Linked DNA regions of Ovis aries: region 1 is linked to region 2. The links are chromatin contacts, called in public Hi-C maps. All regions are on one chromosome and are shown on one strand. Each heading gives the region's core, a stretch centred on a gene start, on an enhancer-like site or on the middle of the called end of the contact. The rest is flanking DNA. Distances are from core to core; before and after follow the strand shown.

The links. A called contact is a pair of places that touch in the nucleus more often than the background predicts.
Region 1: a contact with region 2 is called in a Hi-C map of hypothalamus, with 5 times the contacts expected there. The contact joins two enhancer-like sites. A contact is called at or near these places in 4 of 16 Hi-C or Micro-C datasets (blood, hypothalamus, liver and 1 more).

The regions. Positions count from the first base shown.
Region 1 is chr2:239,700,697-239,707,435 of ARS-UI_Ramb_v3.0, forward strand. It overlaps WDTC1 (WD and tetratricopeptide repeats 1), which reads right to left. Exons shown (of 17, transcript XR_009599448.1): 11 at 6,459-6,567; 12 at 5,620-5,793; 13 at 2,375-2,610; 14 at 824-1,001; 15 at 1-177. Among named protein-coding and RNA genes, the nearest start is that of TMEM222, 19 kb to the left of the region's middle. Within about 2 kb of position 4,210, at least 18 of the 54 cell types and tissues checked have an H3K27ac peak or open chromatin away from gene starts, as enhancers often do. A contact at or near this core is called in hypothalamus and liver, where this site is marked.
Region 2 is chr2:239,394,641-239,400,663 of ARS-UI_Ramb_v3.0, forward strand. It overlaps IFI6 (interferon alpha inducible protein 6), which reads left to right. Exons shown (of 5, transcript XM_027965432.2): 5 at 765-1,050. The coding sequence ends at 874. Among named protein-coding and RNA genes, the nearest start is that of IFI6, 5.7 kb to the left of the region's middle. Within about 2 kb of position 4,366, at least 27 of the 54 cell types and tissues checked have an H3K27ac peak or open chromatin away from gene starts, as enhancers often do. A contact at or near this core is called in hypothalamus and liver, where this site is marked.

The DNA of each region.
Region 1 (6,739 bases), core at 2,960-5,459, 310 kb after region 2:
CAGAGCCGCACAACAGGGTCGATGCCACTGGTGGCCAGGAAGCAGTAGCTGGGGTGTGGCTGCAGGCAGTTGACGATGGATTCGTCGCCCTGCAGCACGCGGACCAGGTTGGTGGTCTCCTTTTCCCAGACGAAGAAGGAGCCATCGTCAGAGCCGCTGACGATATACTGAGCGTTGCTGGCGGGGGAGGGGGGGGGCAAAGAGCAGGGAGGTCAGGTCGGGGGATGGCCCACAGGCTGCATGGCTGAGGGAAAGGGGGTGGCAGGGAAGCCTGGAGCCACTCAGCCCCCCGAACTCTGGGGTCTTCACCCGACTCGGAACTCCCACACACACGAGCATCCTCTCCACACTGGAGAGTCGTGTCACTGTCCAACTGTTCTCCTAACCTTGGGGTCACAGACAGCCGAGGTCCCTCTGACTTACTCTCCCTCAAAGTGCATCGTAAGCCCCCTGGGTGCCAGGATCGGATCCTGCCTCTCAGGGGTCTCTGGGAATGCTCCTGCCTCAGCTTTTCCTCAGTAGTCCTAGCCTCTCTGGATCCAGACCCCCAGACCCTACAGCACACCTGCCCCCAACACACTGCTGATATTTAGAAGGGATCTTGCTGGAGATGCTTGATTTATATTCATGGATCTCACCTACCCAAAAGAGTATGTCATCTACAGAGGAGGGCTGGAGGGGGATGGTGGCTCACAGAGGTGAAGCCATCTGCCCAAGGGCACAGAGCTGGGATTTGAGACTTCTGAAAGCCTAGGTCCCCACGCCACCCTCAACCTCCTGCCGCCAACTGGGCTGGGCCCTCCTCCTTCTCAGGGCCTCAGACCTGCCAAAGAAATTGGCCTCCTTGATATCCGTGGTGGTGTTGCAGTGGCCACAGTAGCGGAACTGGTAGTCGTAGCTTCGCTCCCGCAGCACCATCTCGTCCTCGGAGATGGAGTCCTTACGGCTCATGCTTCGGAGGCGGACGGGGCCGCCGCCACCGCCGGCTCCCTTCTTCTCCTCTGGGGCAGAGAACAGGGACCGTGAGAGTCCTGCCCGTCTCTCCCCGCCTCCCCGTTTCCTCCCCACCCTTCACCCCGTTCTCCGTCCAAGTAGTAAGCCATGAAGGGCTGTCCCTCTCCCACTACCCTGGAAAACTGGGAACAACTGTGGAAAAGAGGCATCTGTGCATCCTGCCCTTGAGGGTGTTCAAGAGGAGATCGCTGATGCCAGGACGGCCTTGGCTTAGGTCCCTGAATAACGTCTGGAAGCCCCGAGGATGCCCGGCCCTAAGGTCTGTTGGTGTGGAGGTGAGCGGCGGGGAGGGGAGGGCAAAGCGCTGCCAAGAGAGCCTTGAGCGGGTGATCTTTCTAGCCCTCCCGCCCCGGAGGACAAGTCAGCCTGGGTCCTGGTGGCCGCATACGCGCCTCAGTAAAGTCACACCAGCTCTCTCAGTGCCTTGTCCCTGCCTGCCTCAAGGCCTTGGCACGCGCTGGCCCCTCTGCCAGACGCTTCACCTCTGGCGACACTCTGCCTAGTCACCTCTTCCCCAGCTTCAAGATCTCTGCCTGAACGTCTCCCTCAAAAACCCCGGGCTGCCTTCAACCCCTCCCCTGCACTCACACCCTATCAGGCCCCCGGGGCCTTCTTTGCTTCTCCTTCATCGCTAGGGTCCTTCCCAGGCTATAAATTCTTGAATCCAGAAATTCTATCTGACTTGTTCCTAGATGTATTCCCAGGACATAGCACAGTGCCTGGCACTATCCAGACAGATGGATCAATCCATGGTCCAATACGCTGCAGAGCAGAAGAGGAAGCTGCATGTCTGCCCCCAGTGAGCTCCCCTCTCATGTTTACAGACTGCACAGTTACCTGGCTCACTCTCCAGCGCTACCCAGAGGAGCAGGGCAGGCCCTTCAACATGCTGTACAAATAAGCCAGCAGGTTCAGAGAGGCTGTGCTCTGCCCAGTCTCATGGTTCCACATGGCAGAGCTGAGACTGGAACCGAGGCTCCATCCCTGTGCCCGGGGCCTTACCACTGCCCTGTGGGCTGTCTCTCCTGCACCCATGCAATCTGGAGCAAGTGCACTCTAGCCAACTAGCTGGAGCTCGGATCCCAACGGAACGGCCAAGGCCCTGTCTATGACAGGAGAGGATGACCTAGCTCCTATCCTGAGCCCCTATCCTGAGCCCCGGGGGAACCACACCAGGTGCCTTAAACACGCTATTGCTAATCCTTAAGAGACCAAGTGACTGTCTCAGGGTCACGTGGTTCTCAATCAGTGTGAGCCCAGGCCTCTCCAGTCTCAGGACTTACGTCCTCTCCAGAATGTCACGCAGCATCTCCAACAGACAGAGTGACAGCAACCCCTCCTCAGTGCGCACTCTACTCACCACCGTCATTTTTGGAGAAGAGGGCGGCCGTGATGTCACGTCCCAATGCGTCACAGGCGCTGCTATGGGCCTGCTCCGGGAACTTCCCTTTGAAATCATCCAGGCACTCTAGGGCCTCAGCCACGTACTTGAGCTCAAAGAGGCATCGGGCCAGGCGGAAGTGCGCCTTCAGGTGGCATGGATTTAGGGAGATGGCCTTGAGGCAGTCCCTCAGGGCATCGTAGTGGTCACCATCCCTGGGAAGGCAGGGGAGTGTGCTTTGGAGGTGGGGCCCCGTGGCAGGTAGGGAGTCCCCATTCAGTCTTGTCGCTTCCTGTGGCCACCCCAGCCCACCTTTGAGCGATCTCAGGGCAAGGGTATTTGGGGATGAACAGAATCCTGGTTCAGCCCAGGGCTTGCTCTCTAGGAGGCAGAGTATGTTTAGGAGGAAAGCCAGGAACCCTGGCGTATTGGCAGGTAGAGGGTGGGCATAAGGCAAAAACCAGTGTCGGGTTGCCCTCTGCTGGACACAGAGTGCAACTGTGCACCCGCTCACCCCAGGCACCCGCAGCCCTGCAGCAGAAGGCCTGGCATCTTGCCCGCCTCAGGCTCCCAGGCCCTCCTTCTCCTTTCCTCCACCCACCTCCTCAGATCCCCCCGGCTGGCCTTCAAAGCCAGGTCTGAGGCAGGGGGCCCTCAAGGACAGTTCTGTGGTCCGGGGAAGCCAGAAGTGTCAGGCTGGGGATTCAGGCTGCTGACCAGCAGGCAGCAAGTCCTCAGCCAGGCCCCCTCTGCCCTGGCTGACTGATCCACAGCAGCTGTGGCCTCTGCCTCCCGGGGCTGGAGGACGGGGCCTGACGGTCTGGCAGAGTCACTCCTCTGGAAGTGGATGGCGGGAGTGGGGGCGGGCATAGGCCACAGGAGCTGCAAATTGTCCACACTAACTTCTCCAAACTCCCGAAGCATGGATGTGGGGAAGTGGGAATAGTTTTGCGGGGTGGGGAGGGTCAGAGAAGAAGCCCCTCCTCCTCCCACCCTGTGCAGGAGTATAGAATACACATCTGCCCAGGTCCACAGACAGCCCCACCTCTCAACTGGAGAGCCAGGTGTCCTCACAGGATCCACTTCTCCGTTTTTCCCCTCTGCTGGGGTGAGGCGGGCCTAGGACCCACTTGCGTTAAGAAGCACGCCGCCGACCGCCCCCCCCCACCATGGCCTCCCCACCAAGGCGCAGCTCACAACCCCTGTGCGCGGCGGGGGCCAGGGCAGGTCTGACGCTGGAGCTGTGCTCCTGACCCTCCCTCCTACAGCACCCAGAGGGAGCACCGGTGCTCAGAGCAGGGACAAGAGGCTTGGCAGTGCGGAGGCGGGCGGGAGACAGAGTGTCCCGACGGCGCAGCTGCGTCAGAACGAGTGGCTGTGACGGAGGAGCAGGCGCGCTTCGGAAACCCAATTACCGCCTGCAAGGTGCCCCTCAGAACTCCCGGGGAGAGCCAGACCAGAAAGCAGCCAGAAGCCAGAGGGCGACAGCTCCCACCGCATCCAGGAGCAGATGGCTGCCCTGGGGAGACTGGCCTGGGACAGAACGTGACATTCTAAGGGTCACTGGCAGGCACGTGGGGATGGGGAGAGAGCAAGCTGGCCCCAGGGCGCACCCATCCGGACTTGCTGCCAGCTCAATCTCCCTGAAAAGACAGCCCTCAACACCTCCCTCTGCTGCTCGAAACTCTTCAGTAGCTGCCCATCATCCACTGAATCGAGGCCAAAACGCCACCGCTCTGCATTCCAAGACCTTCCCAGGCTGGCCCCAGGCTACCTCACAGACTCATCTCCTGCCAGTCCCTTCCCGAACCCTCTGCTCCAGCCAAATGGATTTGTTGTTCTGCAAACAAGCTCTTCAGTCAGTCCCCCACCCCCACGCCTTTGTTCACACCGTTTCATCTCCCTGGGAATGTCCTTCCCCCACAGTCCCCTCCCCGCTTTCCTCTCCTGTCTAAGCCTGCCCACACTGAAAGCAGACACCACGTCTTCCCGGTGCTCCCTGATCCCCAGGTACAGTGACCCGACTTTTCCTCTGCCCATGGCACTTCACCTGACCCTTCAAAGACTCACTGCTTCCTGCCTCTTCGGTGATGGACCATGCCCACCTCTTTATCCCCTGTCCAGAGGCTGTGCGCTCTGGAGCACAGTAACTCGGAGGGACAGAACTTTGTGTCTCTAGTTCTCAGTGCATAGTAGGGATTCAGAGAAGATGTTAAGGGTACTGTGGACTGGGAAATCATCAGTCCTTCTCAGCAAAATGCAGGAGAGTGTGCTCAGCCTACAGCCTGCATGAAGACCACTGCATTCTACCCACCTGCTGGAAAAGAGGGGCAAAACACCCCAGGAGGGCCCCCAACTGTCATCTCCTGGGGCTGGCTGCCATCTGAGCCCATGGCCAACTCCTGATGTCTGAGCTAAGGCCTGTGGGGGCAGCATCTTCCCAAACCCCCATCCACCAGCCTGCTGACTTGGGTGGGTTTCTTAAGCTTCCCTCTCTGGCCTGCCGAGTTGCAGCCAGACGATGGCACACCAGCTGGCCTGTCTGTCTGGGCAGAGCCGACGGATGCCAGACGGAGCAGAAATGGCTGTGGGCCCAGCTTTATCCATCTCCCATCCTGGCCCTGGCTGGGGGATGGGGTCTGCCTGCCTGCTTGCCTGCTGGTGCTGTAGGCGGAAGGGCTGGGGGCCCTGGTGGTCTTCAAAGATAAAGGGTTCTTCAGGATATGGACCTGTTCCCTTACCACTGGCCATTACCACACAGCAAGACCCACAGCCAGCTTCAGATGTCTAGGATCCTGCTTGTGCTTGGTCCAAAGGGTCCAAGAGCATAGGACAGCAAACTCCAAGGTCAAGGCGCTGCACAATCACTTCAAACAGATAGCAACTGAATTCACCAGGGCCTCATTTGCATCTAGCAAGATTCTACTGCCCCTTTAAAAGTCCGATTCAAGGCCCAATTCTCCAAGGACTGGGATTAACCACTCTCCCAATTCCTACTTCCAGCAACCACAGCACTAACATGCTGAAGCTACTTGTGAACATGTTCCATTTAACTGTGAGCTCTCCTGGTGTTTGAAGCTTCCTGACTAACAGGTCAGGCACCTGCCCACCACCAACCAGGAATGGGTGAGAGGCCTGGGCCTAACATGCCCTGAGGGGCAGCAGGATGCCACTGCTACTGTCCCTGGATGCCTCAGCAACTTGGTTCCATCAGGCCCACTCACCACTTGCGCTTCATGTAGGCAGCAGCTCGGTTCCCGTAGAGCATGGCGTTGTGAGGGGCCCTCTGCACGGCCTTGCTGTAAAGCTGAATGGCCTGGGTCCACTGCTGGCAAGCAAAAGCCTCATTGGCTTGCTGTTTCACCCGCTCCAGGTATGGGGGCAGCTCTACCTGGGGGCTACGGGGGAAGCAGAGTGTCAGGCCAACCAAGGAAGGTCAGAGCAGCCCCTCAGGATGTCTGTGGCCCTGCCTGGAGGCCTCCCAGGTTTTCTTGGTCCCTGAGATCTGCACTGTCATATGAAAGAGGATGCCACTCCCACCCTTGGCTTGGGTAACTGTGGCAGGTCAATAGCCACAATTCCAATGCTTTGTGCCAGTGAAAAAAAACAGACAGGCAGAAATGAAGTTGTCCTAGACAGGTTTAAAGGAATTCTTCATCAAACTAGACATGAAAGTAGCTGACACCTCCAGCCTCCATGCTGAGCTGAACTTTGTCACCGTCCAAGTCCCGCCCATGGATCTCTCTATAGAGAGGTTTCTCTCAAGGGCTAGAGGACCTGGGCACCTCTATATCAAAAGCTGAGCTCAGGGCCTGGCAGTGCAAGAGGCTTGAAGATGCTATGAATGCAGAAAACACAACGGGGTAGGCCTGGCTGTGCGGGACCCTTTAAGGAGGGAGCCCAGAGCTAAGAGGAGCTAGCCCCTGGGTCCTGACCCCGGCTACTGGCACCAAGAGACCAGAGCTTCAGCTGGAGCACGACTGGAGTCCCATCAGGCAGAGGTGGCATAGGGACCACTGCCACATTCCAGAAGCCTCTGTGCCCCAAGTCAGGCTGGCCTTACCTGACATGCCCCCTAGTCTCTGGCAGCCGGAAGCCATTGCTGTGAAGGTGCAGGCCGTTGGACATGCCGTTGGACACACCGTTGGTGGACATCTTGCCATTCTGAACTTCTGGCGGTGGGTGGTTAGAAAGGAACAGCAACAACTTAGGAGGCAGTCCTCACTTCTCCTCAGCAGCCCTCCAGCTTCCATCCGGGGATCTGACGGCTCCACGGCAGGGCTGTCCCTCCCAGGGTAGATCTACTCCCAGAAAGCAAGTTCTGACAGGCAGACCAGCAAGCAC
Region 2 (6,023 bases), core at 3,116-5,615:
GACCCAATTCAATCTCATGCTCAGCCTGGTCTTGCATTCTTGAGCATCGTGACGGGGACAGACACAGAGCACAGCGTGGTGCTTCTGGAAAACATGCTTTCACTTCTCTCTCTGTCTCCCCATCCAGCTCTGTCTTTTCTTTTTCCTTCTCTCCCTCTCTCTGAGGCCTCCCACATCCTTCCGAAAAACCACCCCTGACAGACTGCCCCTCTGCCTTCCCCTCCATCTTCCCCTAAGTTCTGGATGACAAAAGCCCAAAGAAGCGGCCCAAGAAGACGGCCCTTCTAGGAGCGGGCAGCGGGAAGACAGCCCGAGCCACACCCCCAACGGTGGGAGAGGAAGGGTGTGGGCAAGCCCAGCAACAGTCCTGTGCTGTGTGACGGCTGTCCTCTCAAGCATCACAGGGTTGTGACAGGTTGTCCTGTCACACATGGCACTGGCAAGGTTGACATGTCTCACTTGCAAACCACCAGCTCCCACCGAGGCCTCCACCAAGGAGGCGGTCAGCATTACTAATAGCACAGCGTGTCCACCGCAGACGTGAAGAGAATGCGCTCTTATTTTTGTCATTTTCATCTCGGATTTGAGATGGCAAGTTGGGAGGGTGGCGACGGGAGTCCCTTTGCAGGAGTCCTGTCCCCTCTGGGCCTCTGTTCCTCTAGCTGGAAATAAAAAGGGTACACTTGACCCGTTGTTTCCCGACATTTGGATTCCCGGGCCTGGTGCCTGGGTTCCAAGGGACTCGGCTGTCGTTTGCATTACAGGCGCTAGCGGTGGCAGTGCCCTCATGGCCAAGATCGGGGCCTTTCTGGGCTATACTGTCCACAAGCAAGTCGAAAGCAGACAGAGAAGAGAAGAGAAAGAAAAAGAGTAAGCAGAGAGAAAGGAGAAGAAGTAGCCAGCAGCTCCCTGGAAGCCCCGCCTTCCTCCTTGTCTTCCTTTTCCAGCTGCAGTCCAGAGCTTCCTCTGTCACACTTGGCAATGACTGAGGTTAAAAAAAAAAAAAAGAAACACATACACACAGAATAAACGTCTCTCAGAAAACACTCAGTCCTGCTGTGAGTCGTGGTTGCTATGAGAAGCCCAACAAGATCTGGCTCTGGTCTGCCTCATCCACACACCCCACCCCCATTTCCCTCCCTAGAGCCCATCACAGCTCCTGGAGCACGACCAGCTGGTTTTGCCTCTGAGCCTTGGTGTGTTCTGGTCTCTTGGCCTAGGACGTCCTTCTGAAGCTTACAGCCCACCTCAGACATACCTCGTCCTCTGGGACTCCTTCCTGGCAGAGGCTTCTTGCTACCCCTGTCACAGCCTGGGCGCCCAGGCTGCATTTCACAGGGTGCCTGGGGAGGCAGATTCTGTTCTCAGTGAGCGAAGCTTCCAGCTATGTCCCTGATCAGGCAGAGATGGAGAAGCCAGATCTCTAGTCCCCAGAGAAGCGCTAGAGGGGTCTCCCTCAGATAAGGCCAGACCTTTGTCATGGGGAAACGGTTTAAGAGCAGCTTTTGGGGGGTAGAGGTGCTCAGCGAGGCCTCCCTTCCTTTAGAGAGCTCTGGGGACAGGGTGGGGACTTTGCAGCTGGAGCCCACACGCCTTCTGAGGGGGAAGGGGAGGCCCAGCCCTTGGGAGGATCTGAGGTTCGGGAGGCCTGTCCAGGGAACCAGAGTGCCAGGACCTCAGCAGGGGGGAGAAGGGCAAAGAGGCCCCAGAAACCACTCTTCAGTAAAGCTCCAGCTGGTTCTGGCACTAATGCAGAGACAGACTCTGGTTCCGGCCTGAGTGGGTGTGCCAGCCTCGATTCCAGACCAGCCTTCTAGAGAGATCCGCATCCCCAGGGAAGTGGCCGTGTGTGAACCGCAAACGCCGGTCACTAAAGGGCCCAGCCAGCTGTCCTCAGGCCTCCCCCACCCCGCCCCACTTCTAACCCAGAACTTCCCCTTTGATTGCCAACATGCAGAGGCGGCTAAGAGGCTACATCGTGCTCACTCCTGTCTCCAGGGCCAACGCCACCCTGCGGGTGGCAAACGGCCCCAGCTGGCTCGCCCCAGGGCACCAGAGAAGCTGGGTTTGTTAAAGAGGGGGCACAGGTGCTGGAGGTCCCACTGGCACCTCAAACACCGTCTCCACAGTTTGTTCCAGGAGCGGAAGCTGAGCTGAGTGCCCTGCCCTGAGAGTCAGCACAGGGCATCAGCTGAGCCCCGCCTCGGTGGGCTTCTGCCCATGTCTCAGGCGTCACACTCCCCCAGGCGTGCTAATTGCACCCCAGTTTGTCCACAGAGTCGATATCCCAGAGACGGAAGTGTGTTCCCTAAGCCCCTTCACAGAGGGCACTGCGTCTCACTCATATCGCCTCCCCAGTGCCTGGCATACAGCAGGTGCTCAATATATGTGCAGAGAACTTGAGGCCAGTCTCCTTCCATCCACCTGTCCCTTCACCTCCCTCAACCTTCATGGGAGGCAGGGGCTGGACCGCTTGTTCTTTTTCCTGGGGAGCTCTTGATAATACCCGCTGTCACTGCCATGCAGGCCTCAACCCCCTTTAATGCTGTGGTCAGGTAAACACAGGCCCCTAACTTTTGCTCAATATTCTCTACCACAGGTGAGGCTGAGTTTTCCATGAAGCAGTGGAGCAGAGTGGTTAGGGGTGTCCCTCTGGAGTCCCACAGACCTGGGTTCAAAGCTGCCCTGCCCTCTCCTACCATGCTTCATGCCCTGCACAAGTTCCCTCACTGCCCTGCGCTGCACTTCCCTTCCCTGTAAACCGAGAACAATAATAGCCTCTGTGTGTTGGTTGCTCAGTCGTGTCTGACTCTTTGTGACCCACGGACAGTAGCCCACCAGGCTCCTCTGTCCACAGGATTCTCCAGGCAAGAATACTGGAGTGGATTGCCATTTCTTATGAGATTAGATGAAATCACGAACAGAGTTTAGCACGATGCCTGACAAATGCTAAACACTCAGTAAATGTCCATTATTATGACTAGGGACCTGCATAAAGCAAAGAGGAAATAGCCAAATAAAACCAAGAATTAGATAATCTAACTTTGGAGCCTAGGTTTACTTTCTAGTGCTCACAGCCCTGGATCTTCTTTCTTCCTAAGGGTGGGCATCCTGCCCCCAGGGGCATACACCGTCCTTAGATATCATATTGTCCTGAACAGCATTTAAGGCCAGAGAGAGGTGGACCACTCCGGCCCCAGATTTTAGACCTGAGGCCTCAGCAGTTCTCAAGCTGAGTGACACTGGCCATGACTCGTCTTTAAGGTTATCCTGTGCCTACCACAGGATCCCTTTGGGCCGGTACAGGATAACTCTTGACTTTCATTCCACAGCATTTACTGGGCACTGACTCTGTGTCTGGCACAGTGCCAAATATTAAGGACACCGCAGTGGAAGAGACCCAGTTCCTACCTACTTGGAGCCCCCTGCATACAAATTAGAAGCCCCTCAGAATATTCATGACCTCCCCCCCTTTCTTTTTCCCTGTCACCACCTCCCTGCCCCCATCTCCTTTCACCCATCCTTGTCAACTTTCATGGACCACAATCATCTTGTCTATAAAGTATGAGACAGAATGATGAGCGTAAACCCAGAATTCGCTAGTGCACCAAGTCAGGAGTCGCTAATCACCTTTGGACTCCTCCTTGGCAATGGTCTTCAGAAAGACACAACACCAAATCCTGGTCCAGCTCCAGAGTGGGGCACTCAGGCAGGTTACTTGCCTTCCTTGAGTCCCAGCTTCGTCATTTTTAAAACAAGGGGAGGTTGGACATCAGAGTCTCTGGGCACTTCCTGCTCTAAAACTGCCGAGCCTGAAGCACAGCCTTCTGAATCCCCTATGTCTGTCAGGTCCCAGCCCTCTGAGATTTTATTTTTGGAAGTGGCCAAAAGCCACCTTGCGGTGCCAACTTCGGTGACTAAGGTGGGTGATGGTGCTGAGAGATGCCTATTTGGTCACAAAGAAGGGTGGCTAGAAACTAGCAGGGCTGTTCCTCACTCTGGGACCGCACCCTAAGACAAATCCAAAAATAGATCCCATCTGCGTGGCTGACTTGATGGAAAACAACGTTGAGGTCCTCTGACATCATCATTTCTCTCTGGACCTCAAGATCCTAGGCTATAAAACAGAGGAAGGGGAGAGCTGGACTCTCATTTAGACCTAGAATGTCTTTCCAAAGAGCTCAAGTTAGAGGAGTCTTGCTCTTTGATAAAAATCCCTTTATCTAGAGATTTATTTTATTCTTTAAGGAGCCCCCTGGCCCCCAAGACCCTTGAAAGTCCACTCACTCCCTCTCCGGGCAGGCTTCCCACAGTCCCATTGTGCTATGCACGAGTATGACCACCAGGTGTCAGTGCCGTCTCAGCCTGAAAGCCACCTCAGCCTGACTCATCCTCCCGCAGCTCCACTGTGATCAACAGCTCTCCCTGGGGCCAGCCCCACCAAGGATGCTAGAGACTAAAATGATTCAGGCTCTGCGCCGGCTCTGCGGCAAGAGCTCCTGAAGCTCACAGGAGTGGTCAACTCTGAGGATGCCTGCAAGGCTGCCCTCTCCTCTCCTTCCAGGCCCTCGGTCCTGCAATGCTGGGATTTCCAAACTCCTGGCCACAGCAATCAGGACACCCTGCGACCAGGTTTCACTTCCAGGCTCACAGCCTGTGCTCCCAGACTTGAGTCATGGGGGATTTAAAGACAATGAGAGGAGCACTCCACACAGACCCTTTTTGTCTGGGCAGGAGATGGTGATGCCCGGAACAGGGCATCTCTGGACCCAGCCTTGATAGAGACCTGGGCCAGGAGACAGCTTGGGTCAGCAGTAGCTGGAGGGAGTAGAGGCAGAGGAGGCCTGTGGCTTCCTGTGAAGAACTGAAGAGCCACTTCCTTTAAGCTAGCCAGTTGTGGGGGAGGGGCAGAAGGTTAGGGAGCATGGACGTCCTGGCTCAGGGGGAGAAGGCGGCCCTAGGAAGACCCTATGAAGAGGCCCAGAGCAGCCTTCTATTTCCTTTCCCTCTGTGGTTTCCATGAAACAGACAGGACTGACAGGCAAGGTCACACCTTTCCAGGTTCTGTGAAGCCACAGGGAGGTCAGATTAGGGGAGGCTCATTTGTACCAGATCAGTAAAGGAATGGGGTCTTGATGGCTCAAAGAAACAGGCCCAAAGGTACCTCCAGGTATGTAGGAACCTAGGCTAGACATTTGACCAAAGGGGCCCCCTACCTCCACCGACCTTCCAATGATAGCCTTCTTTACTCTGGGGTCTCCACTCAAATATCACCTACTCTGAGAAGCCCTCCTTGACCACACTTTAAAGAAGCCTCCTTTTTTCTCACTACCACAGCAGTTTCCAAACTTATCTACAGCTGGAATTACCTGGAGGGATCAAAACATGCTGATATGTGTCTTACAAAAATTGTTATTTAACTAGTTTGGGGTGTAGCCTGGGCTTTGGAAGTTAAAAAAAAAATTCTCTGGGTGATTTTTATGTGCAGACAGACATGTGTGGGAACCACTAGGCTAGCATGTCATCCTGTTTTAATTTTCTGTATAAGGCCAGTAAAGAAATGGAGACTTGGACGTCCTTGGTGGTTCAGTGGTTAGAATCTATCTGCTAATGCAGGGAACACTGGTTTGATTCCTGGTCTGGGAAGATTGCACATCCCTCAGGGCAACTGTGCCACAACTACTGAGCCTGCATTTTACAGCCCGTGCTCTACAACAAAAGAAGCCACTGCAATGAGAAACCTACACATCGCAGCTAGAGAGTAGCCTCAGCTCACTGCAATTAGAGAAAGCCTGCATGCAGCAACAAAGACTCCACACTGCCAAAAAATAAATAAATGTTTTTAAAATAAAGTTTTAAAAAGAGAACATCTTCTTTTAAGAAATTAAAGAATGGATTGGTTGCTTGGTTGCTTCAAGAAACAGACCCAAACAGCCCCAAATTCAAGTGTAAGGAACCTCAGAACCTAGTCCCAAACACCCAGATCCAAGGTTTTACTTATATCACCTCATTTAATCCTTACC